Linked DNA regions of Mus musculus: region 1 is linked to region 2. Evidence: chromatin contacts called from public Hi-C data. All regions are on one chromosome and are shown on one strand. The core of a region is the stretch at or near the end of the contact, and the rest is flanking DNA. Distances in the headings are between cores, read along the strand shown.

Region 1 (4,956 bases), core at 1,086-3,585, 160 kb before region 2:
TCTGGACATCCCATCATAAAACACAAGCCCGAAAGGCACACACCAAATATACTGCACTTCCTGATTGCCAGGGAGGGAGCGCGTTCTTGCTCCTCCTCTCCTGGATCCATGCAATAATTAGCCAAAGTAAAATGAATATTAGCCCATGCTTAGCTGCCTTACTGTGAGCTTGCCAGCACTGACCCAGTAGTGCTAAACCAATTATTTTTTGAACTTTATGGCTTTAAATAATCCCTTGCTCTAAAATTCCCTGTACCCCTCAGCTACTTAACCACAGGCCCCTCTGCCCTAAATCCTTTTCTTATACTTTGTAGCTTTTTAAGCAAGGCCCCTCTTTAAGAAGACATAATCCCTTCTCTGTAGAAAACATGAAAGACCTTGAACAAATCAAGATTTCTCCATGGAGAATTCAGTTAATCCTGCGCTTATTGCCTAACAAGGAAATCCATCTCTCCACCAAGCACGCCATTACCCGGACTAATGCCTGACTTGAATAACAAGCAAATTATTGTGCTTTTAATTGTACCCTGCCTGGTCACGAAGCACATCTGAGAGAGGGATGTGGCATCTCTTCCCGAGAAACAGGTCAAGCCTCTAATCCTCCTTTTCTTTTTGCCTTCCCCTCCCCCTCCAACCCTTTCTCTTCCCAGCAGCAGAAGGGGGGAAAAAGACAGCTAAATTATGTTTAAAATGGAAGAGCTAAAGAAGAAAAAAAGGCAGTAAATACTGACTTGGGAGAAGGAGAATTATCCTCTGTCTCTGCGGTGTGGCTCATTTGAGAACAATCAATGTTATCATAACCCCATTACCAGAGGGCGATCTCTCTCTCTCTCTCTCTCTCTCTCTCTCTCTCTCTCTCTCTCTCTCCCTCTCCCTCTCCCTCTCCCTCTCCCTCTCCCTCTCCCTCTCCCTCCCCCTCCCTCCCCCTCCCCCTTTTCTAAACCAGACTCCTAGTGCATCTGTGCTATTGACAGTTTGGGCTGGATAACTCTCTGCTGTGTGTGTTAGTGGTGGGTCTCTCCTGAATGCTGTAGAACGCTCAACACCTTGTCAAGTTGTGTCAATCCAAAATGTTCCAATATGATAACAAAGACTCTTGGATGTCATGCCAGTCACCCTGATTGAGAGTCACAAACCAAACCCAACATATTGCGATGGACTGGTTGTATATGATCGTCCATCTCTACACAAACGCTAATCAAATCAGGATTTTTTTAAAACTGGAAACCAGGGAGGCAATCATGTCCTTCATGTATGTAGAACAGAATGAAATAAAAGGCAGCCGAAGCATTTGTTGTCAGGAATAGGGGAGTTGCTTGTTTCAGGATCCAGGATGCAAAAAGACTTGGCATTTGATCCTCAGTGCACAGACAAGTGTCTCTGAATGCAGGAAGCTTTTGAATGCCCCTCCCCATCTTGCAGTCTTAGAAACTGGGCTTGTTTTGGGTGGGAGAAGGATGATATGAAGGTTTACAGCGTAAGAACCATTACCCAGAAGTGCTGATACCCAAGATAGTTGAGGTCGGATGGAGAAGTGGTGAGCCTCAAGCTCTTTCAGACAATGCCAGCCAACCATCCTGAGACCTGGAAACCAGCATCACGGAAAGCGCCCCACAGCGGAAGTATTAGTCACGCGCTGCACTGCACTTAGAGTTGCAACCTTAGAGGAAAACGCCGTCTTACTCCGAGGTACAAAGAATCAGCTTATTTTTAGAACTTACTAGAAGCTTTGTTGTCTGTCCTTTAGTGGCCTCGAGCAAATATGGGAGAGAAAGGCATTGCCGTTAACCTCCGTGACCAATAGATGGCGGTGTATCTCTTCCTGAGAAGCCAGGCTTGGCAGCAGCTGGTAAGACCTCCTTAAGCTAAGGAAGACAAGTGCCACTCGGTGTCCTCTGGAAGACAGGCATTTCCTCCCATTGTTGGCACAAACAGCTCCAAACAATTGTACTGACCACACACCTTCAAGCCACATTCCGGGGTGCTGCTGGCTGCCCTGGAGTGAATGCCAGGAAAACGAACCAAGCTGCTAATTTGCTTGATTGGGGGGCGGGGGGGGGGGGGAGGGGGGGAGAAGGAGCGGGAGAAGGAGGGGGAGAGGAAGATCTTGAGTAACAATGGGCATGATTTATTTTTCCAACACGAATAGGGGCAATGCTATTTTAGCCCCTCTTCCAACTGCTGAAGTAAATGAAAGCAGCCACCTAATTAGCCGGAATCACTAGCTAGCAGAGGAAAAATTTCTGCTGCGACTCAGGCTGGGGTGGGGAGTTGGGAGAACCGGGTGTGATGTTGGAGGAGGAGAATGGGTGGGAAGGAAAAGGAGGCCAGGCGAACAGAAGGCTTTTGTAGAGCCCCTGGCTGCCTGCAGTCTGTGGGCTGAGCTGGCCCCGACCCTGAGAGAACAAGGGAGCTGTGGTTCTTCACATTCATCTTCTGCAGGCGGAAAAAGCATCTGCTGCAAGACCGGTCTCTGAGTTGATTTTTAAAGTGCTACCGGTGTAGATGAATTAGCTTGGGAAAGAGAGTCCAGCCCTGTGTCGTCTGGCTGACCTGCTGGTGGGCTGTACCAGGACCCCGCAGGAAGGCTCTCTGATGCACCATTAGGGACATTTCAGGCTGATCTGAGACCAAATTTGGCTGTTGGTCAGGAATGAAACAAATACCTAGTTATAGACTGATCCTGACTAATTGTCCTTCTCTAGCAGGACATATGCGCCATCCCTACAAGGGCAGTATCAGGAACTATCAGCACAACAATGGGCAGGTAGGCGCTGTTGAAATCTTCCACTTCACGAACTGAAGTGCTAATTTATTTGTTCAGGGATGACTTTGGTTTTTTAGTTCGATATCACTCTAATTGAAATACTTCACTAATGCGATTTATCCCAACTGTAAACTGTCAGTTCCCACAGCTGTTGCCTTTTTTCAAGCAATCTGGCAAATGTGTACGGCTAAAAACACAACCTTAGGAGATTGAGAAGGAGCCTGCACAATTTTCTTCCCCCCCCCCTCAGCTGGCCCACATCACCCCTCCCCCCCCAGCCCCGCCCCTGAAAACCTTTGAAACCACACGCTCCTTTTCCATAGCCACACCCACTTCGATTTTGGACAGATCTGCTGTGTTTGGCTGATCAATGTCTGTCCTTCGTCTTCTAGACTTGTACCTGGTTTTCCTCAGGGGACATGTGTCTTTAGTGAGGTGGACTTTGGTCTTCTGTGCTGGGGTGGTGGACATGTTATCCAGATGTAATAAAAATCTTTATATTTCCACCTATTTTGGGCTCCTGATGGAGGGTCTTGCTCAAATTAGCAAAGCAACAGCCATAAAACCGAAAGGAGACCCAGTTAACTTTGAATTTTAGATAAACGATTATGTTCTTTTATTAAAGTGTATCTGAGATATTATATGGAACACACACACACACACATACACACACACACAAACCTGTTGTCTATCTGGAATTTAAGTGTAACGAAACACTGTATATTCTGCCCCATGATGCTATTTCTTCCTAAAGAAGTATTTGACCTAAATTGGTCAAACTAGAATCAGACTAGGACTTTTACAATAGCTTTAGAAAAAAATATGCTTAAATAAACTCAAGAAAAATCAGTTGAGCTACTGAAGAGGGAGGACCTGTGCTATGACTGTTAGTGGCTATTTCTCCTACTGTGTGGCAGCCAATGCCATGAAGGACAACCATGTCTCACTTGACCAGGTGGGTGAGCTGCTATTGAAGCTGGCCCTGTGCTCAGAGAAGAGAAGGTGACAATGGCTATATAGAATCACAGCTTTCTGCCTCTTGAAATAAGCCAATAAAATGTCAACCCTGGGTTGTGCCCACTGGGCACAGCTGTTTAGTCAAGAGAGTGTTGAATGGATGTCAGACAGTGCAAATAGCTGATGCCAACAGAACCCTTCTATTATTGCTCCTTCCTTCCTTCCTTCCTTCCCTCCTTCCTTCCTTCCTTCCTTCCTTCCTTCCTTCCTTCCTTCCCTCCTTCCCTCCTTCCTTCCTTCCTCCCTCCCTTCCTTCCTTCCTTCCTTCCTTCCTTCCTTCCTTCCTTCCTTCCCTCCTTCCTTCCTTCCTTCCTTCCCTCCTTCCCTCCTTCCCTCCTTCCTTCCTCCCTCCCTTCCTTCCTTCCTTCCTTCCTTCCTTCCTTCCTTCCTCCCTCCTTTCCTTCCTTCCTTCCTTCCTTCCCTCCTTCCCTCCTTCCCTCCTTCCCTCCTCCCTTCCTCCCTTCCTCCCTTCCTCCCTTCCTTCCTTCCTTCCTTCCTTCCTTCCTTCCTTCCTTCCTTCCCTCCTTCCCTCCTTCCTTCCTTCCTTCCTCCCTTCCTTCCTTCCTTCCTTCCTTCCTTCCTTCCTTCCTTCCTTCCTTCCTTCCTTCCTTCCCTCCTTCCCTCCTTCCTTCCTCCCTTCCTTCCTTCCTTCCTTCCTTCCTTCCTTCCTTCCTTCCTTCCTCCCTCCCTCCCTCCCTCCCTCCCTCCCTCCCTCCCTCCCTCCCTTCCTTCCTTCCTTCCTTCCTTCCTTCCTTCCTTCCTTTCTGTGAGCCTTAGTTCTTCCTCAGGACAGTGAATGGAAACGAGGGGGAGCTATGCTTGTGAATGAATTTGAGACTTGAATTTCCTGCCTCTCCCTTGCTTGTTTGTATGACGTTGGAGTCATCGTGGCTTTTACAAAGTTAAAATTTGAGGTCTGAAAGCCAGTTAAGAAGCAGCCCTTCCCGACAAAATGGGTTCAAAGACCCATGGGATAGAAACATCTGTCACAGGACCTCCAGTAGGCAGCCCGAGAGACCTTCTCCCTTCAGGAATGTGCTGCATCCTTAGTCCTGGAAACATGACGGGGTGGTAAGATGATGCAGAAAGAACAGAAAGGATAGGCACGGGGACAGAGAAAAGCTGGGGTCGAGTGGGCCATGTGCCCTCTGGAAGAGTGATGCTTACAATGA
Region 2 (5,203 bases), core at 474-2,973:
GAAATCACAGCCCTTACACTGCTCCTGATTAGCAGTGCCCACACTGCTGAGTTAGAAGACATAAGAATCGGAACTTTGTGGTCTCATGGAAACCCATAGGTAGGACCAAGAACAGGAGCCATGTTCAGATGGCCAGCATGCTGCCTGGTTGGTTCCTGGGAGGCTGGCCTGGGCATCCCGCATCCTCGGCATAGGAACCAGGATGCTCCAGCTTCCTGACAAATATGCAAGAAGTAGTTCAAAGGGATACTGTGAATAGGTCAGGCTGGTCTTCAGTGTTCTTAGTTGTCTTTGCACCTAGGAACTTAACTTATGTGGTTCCATCCATTCTTGGTACTACTCCCAGTACAGAGTGAATACTTCATATTTGATGGATGGACAGACGGACGGACAAAGGTCGTGAAGCCCTCATGTTAAGCCACACTTTTTGTGAAACAGCTCAATTTGCTTTTCTTCCTTGTTTTGTTTCAGGAGCAAAATTTTCTCATAAACGGTTCCCTGTAATGTAATCTGAACTACTCATTCTCTTTGAGTGAGGTGAAATGGTAGGCAATGAATAATTTAATGTACTATCCTCAAAGAGTTATGTACAGTTTAACAAGTGACAGGCACCTGGAGACAATAATAACACGCTCAGAGCCTGAGTGGTGGTTCGCAGTTGTGAGTGACTGTCCTCTGAGCCCAAAAACCATCATCGTGGGGAGTTCACTTGTGTCCTCTTGCAGATGGTTCACCTCAACTGGGCTTGCTGACTACTTATATCTTCCATGGAGGGATGGGGAGAATCAAAAGACCCTCACCTAAGTATATAGATGTTCCATAACACTTGCTATGCAACTCTGGCCTAGTTGCATGTGGTCTCAGAGCAGGGCTAGAGCATATAGTGGTGTCGATTAGGAGAGGGGAAGATTTGGGAAAGCCTTAGTCCTTAAAGCTGGTTAAAGGGCTTCCATAGTTGGCTAATGCAGGAAGGTAATGAATAGGTAATGACCGTGATAGCACTCATATCCCTGTAACTACTTACCTTTGCGCTGTACTGAAGGCTAATGTACCCATTGCTTTCCCAGGGTGAGCTATATGATCCCTTTGACAGTATGATCCCTTAGTTTGTCTTTGAAACTTTAGGAGAAGGGGGTAGATGTTGCCAAGGTTGCTCCCCACCCGGAAGGAGTTTTAACAAAACTCATGACTGAATCCTAGTATTCAAAAGGGTGAGGCAAGAGGATTGCTGGAAGTTTCATCCCAGCCAGAACAAGCACTGTTTAAAGAAAAAACAAATCATATTTAAATGGAAGTTTAAGTGGATCATAAGGCCCCATTTTGAGAAAGTGGGGCTGCTTCTGCCTTTAGCACAGTACTCAGCTACCTTCTACACATTTGGTATCACCCCCCCCCCAACCCCTGATGAAACTGCAGATGATTTGAAAAGATGATCAATCTTTAAAGTACCCGAGATGCTCTGGGGCAGCGTCTCATGACTCAGTACAGGACACTTGTCAAGAAATCCCAGCCTGGTCCCTGACAGTGTCACAACCGTAGGGAGCAGAAAGCTGGAAAGCACAGGCAGGTTCACTGCTGCCTGCTTTTCAGAATTTTCCCCATCAAACAAAGCGTGTGTGGGCCTAATGAGTCTTGAAAATAATTTGTAGCTCTGACAACCTCTTTTTATGGCAGGCATGTGTTGAACATGAAGTCATAGCCGTCAGGTCTTCAGTGGGAGGGAATGAGGAGGAGACAGCTCTCTCTTGGCAGAGGTGGGGCGGAGAGCTGTGTGCTCCTAAGACAGCTTGCCCAAGGTCATTCAGCAAGTTGGCAAATGGCACCTCCTCCTTCCCAGGCCAGCTTGTCAAAGTCCTGCACACCCATCTCCCGCTGCGGGAGGCAGAGTGTGCTGGAGTCTGTCTTCTTGCTGGGGCTGCAGGGAATGTGGGCTCAGCAGTCTGGTTTGCAGAGGCTCAGAATCCAGTGGCAGGCATTTGTTGCAGGTATGTGCTGAGTGGTCTTATATCACCCTCTGCATTTGGAGCATTCAGCATATAGCCACACAATTAATTCATTAAAAAAAATGAAAAAAAAAAACCACTTGCAGGTCACCTTTAAAACAAAGGAAGAAGCAATTTTGAATTTAGCAATTTTTCATTTTTGACATCTAGTACCACCTCAAGCTCTGCAGTTACAAATAGTGCTGTTGGGGAACGGGCTCTTTTATACACATCTGAAGAGAGAAGGGCTATACATTATGAATGGAACAAGAATAGAAGAATTGGCTGTGTGGTGCAAGATATTCTGAGTACATTAATCAGCCCATCTCTTTAAGAACGAGAATCATTTTTAAAAGGGAGTATGAAATAGAAGGCAAACAATCGGTGCAGTGCAACTCTGGTTGATGCACAGTGGACATATAAGGGCAAAGGGAAGACAAGAAGATACCCAGAACAAGGCGTTTAAGAGGTTGTTCCTTGGGATACAGTAAGGCAAGGAAAGGAGAGAGTTTGGAAGAAGCACCAAGATGGCATTGGATCCTATGTGTAGTCCCGCAGTGCTTGGCATATTGACAGGCTTATTTCACGTACAGAAAGTAGGTGCCCTGCCCTGTGTCATCCCAGCCATGACTCACATTCTAAGAGGAAGAGAGGCACCTATTCAATTAGCTCCATTTGGATTTGCTAAGCAGAAGCAAATATGAATGCTTACCATGTATGGCAAGCATTGCAAAAAGAAGGGGTGGTATCCTGAGAAGTTCTGTTATTGTGTGATATCATCGACTGAACTTTACACCTGAAGAGGACTATGACTTCCCTAACTGAGCTTAGAATGAATGGATTTTCAGTGTATGTGTGTCTTGTCTTTGATCAAAGTATTGCTATGTGGTTCTAGACTGTAATAAAAAACACTGTTAGTGATAGCTTAACTAAGTTGAGGTTTTCCTTGCATACAGCAAGTCTAGATAGTCTAGGAATCTACCATGAGTTTAATGCCTCAGTGACATGGATCTTGCAACTCTAATTCTTTTGGGACTCTCCCTCTGCATTTCAAGATGGCAGCTAGAGATCCAGGAATAACTTTCATTTTAAGGGTGAAGAGGAAATAACAAGGATTATTCATTAAGGAAGAAGCAAAACACCGGGCAGTGGTGGCGCACACCTTTAATCCCAGCACTTGGGAGGCAGAGGCAGGCAGATTTCTGAGTTCAAGGCCAGCCTGGTCTACAGAGTGAGTTCCAGGACAGCCAAAGTTACACAGAGAAACCCTGTCTCAAAAAGCAAACATACACCAAACAACAACAACAACAACAAAACAAAAAAAAAGGAACAAGCAAAACAATATAAAACAAAACAAAACAACAATAACAAAAAAGCAAACTCTTTCTCTAAGTTTAAAGAACCAATTCTATTGCTGTCCTATAGACCAAAGCAGTCAAATGCTACCTCTTGCCCAGCCACAAGAGAAGTAATGCAGTTGAGAAGGTAGCATTTCTGGTCTCTCTGCTCATTTGTCAGCCTTGATTCCTATACCAGGAGCCAGTAGCTAAGTCACCCATGGGCTCATTGGCTCTGCCAGCAGTGGATAAACCAAAAGAAGCAGGAGAGAAAGAGCAGGCGAGGCTGTCTGTCCCTGCTCTGTCCCTAAATGGAGGCAGGGGGTGGCTTTTTGAGTATTGTCTAGGTTGCTGGCTATTGGCTGTTAGCTGCTAGCCCCCATAGGTACTTCAGTGCTCTGTTGGCTTTCTCTATGTTCTTTGGGGATCCTGATTGATCTTGGCATAGGAGTTCTTTTAACCACCAGCATTCTCTGCTCCAGATACCCAATTCTCTGAAAATGAGAGATGCTAGGTGGGCTTAAAGTGGGTCAGATAGCTGCCTGCCTTTAAAGCATATCTAATACTTGTATAGTTGTGTCAACTAGGGCAAATTCTTGGGACTTTAAAGTAGAAGTCTTCAAGAATGTTGGATACTTGCTTAAAGTTGTGCTTTAATATCACTTGAATCTTATAAAACAGAGAAATACATTCTGATGTTTATCTTCCATCTGAGGATAGGAAATTCATGCAAGGTTGCACAGAAATTAATGGGACTGGAGTTTGGGCTGAGTTTCTGCCACTGCTCAATGAGCAGGAAGTTTGCTGACACTGAGAAGTATCTTTGGCCTGCATGTTGCCTGTTTCTTGTATTCATGCATTTGTCTTTCATCACTCCAGACCTTTGATTCCATGAGGGTTTAAGTCTCTAGGCCATAATTTTGCCCAGGACTTTACATCTTGATTCTTAGTCCTTATCTATAGAAGTTGTCTTGAGATCATTGGCTCTGGAGTTGATCTTTGGTAGAACACAGCTTTGTTTTCTTGTGGGCTTTTTAAAAATACTTAGACAGTTTTCCGTGGTATTTGTTTTAGGGAATAGGAACAACCCTCTGTCTAGTCTATAGTTTCCATCCCCTCTTTTTGCTTTTTTGCTCTCTAGTTGCCCTAGTCCTGCAGGGCAAGAATGACCCCACATGCAGATGGGAACAGCTAGCTCTTTAATGAGCATTGGGGGTGAACTTGGAGCTCATTGGTAATAACAGGCGAGTTGGGGGGGGGTGAGTTTCTTGGTCCATTTCTTGCTGATGTTAAAATAATATGGGTGTACTATGGCAGGGAGGCAGCCCCTACAGCCTGCAGTGGTGTGGTCTCCCTATGAAGCATAAAACACTTCAGCTGAGGGCACTATGACCTTCTTACTTTGTCCTGAAGTTCTTTCCCTTCTGTGCTGTGGCCTGCTCACAGGTTTGTTGTAGAGATCATTTCTCCTCTCCTATCCCCAACACCAACCAGCCTTTTGGCATAGACTTCTGTTCTGATGTAGCCCAGAATTGTTAGTTTGAGACTGGAACTCTAAGGTAGAATTGAGGTTGTCCCCAGTCTTAAACTAAAGGCTAGGAGAATGCCATCAGGGCATGAGCATATTCGGTGCACCATTGATTTCATTAGTTGCTTCATTCTTTAATACTTGACCTTGCTTGGCATATGGGGCTTGTGTGTTACTTAAATATTAGTATACCAGACAAGCATAGTTTCGTAATATGTAGACCTAGAAGGAGTTGATAAATGTATCCTCCTTTGCCTTCCTATTTTTAGGATGTAGTCAGGATCTTGGGAGTCATCACTGTACCCAACATGGGCACAATGCAGTGAAGACATACACACATGGTCAACAATGATGGC

The links. Hi-C and Micro-C count contacts between places; a contact is called where the count stands out from the background.
Region 1: a Hi-C map of cerebral cortex shows a contact between it and region 2, with 4 times the contacts expected there. A contact is called at or near these places in 1 of 39 promoter capture datasets (hippocampal neurons), 25 of 484 Hi-C or Micro-C datasets (the HL-1 cell line, the HPC-7 cell line, LSK cells and 12 more), 1 of 130 datasets of targeted methods (neural progenitor cells) and 1 of 9 other capture datasets (embryonic stem cells).

What each region holds. Positions count from the first base shown.
Region 1 is chr19:15,798,895-15,803,850 of GRCm38.p6, reverse strand. No RefSeq gene overlaps it. Among named protein-coding and RNA genes, the nearest start is that of Gm24319, 120 kb to the right of the region's middle.
Region 2 is chr19:15,641,606-15,646,808 of GRCm38.p6, reverse strand. All of the region lies in intron 1 of Gm46665 (a long non-coding RNA gene), which reads right to left. Among named protein-coding and RNA genes, the nearest start is that of Gm46665, 4.3 kb to the right of the region's middle.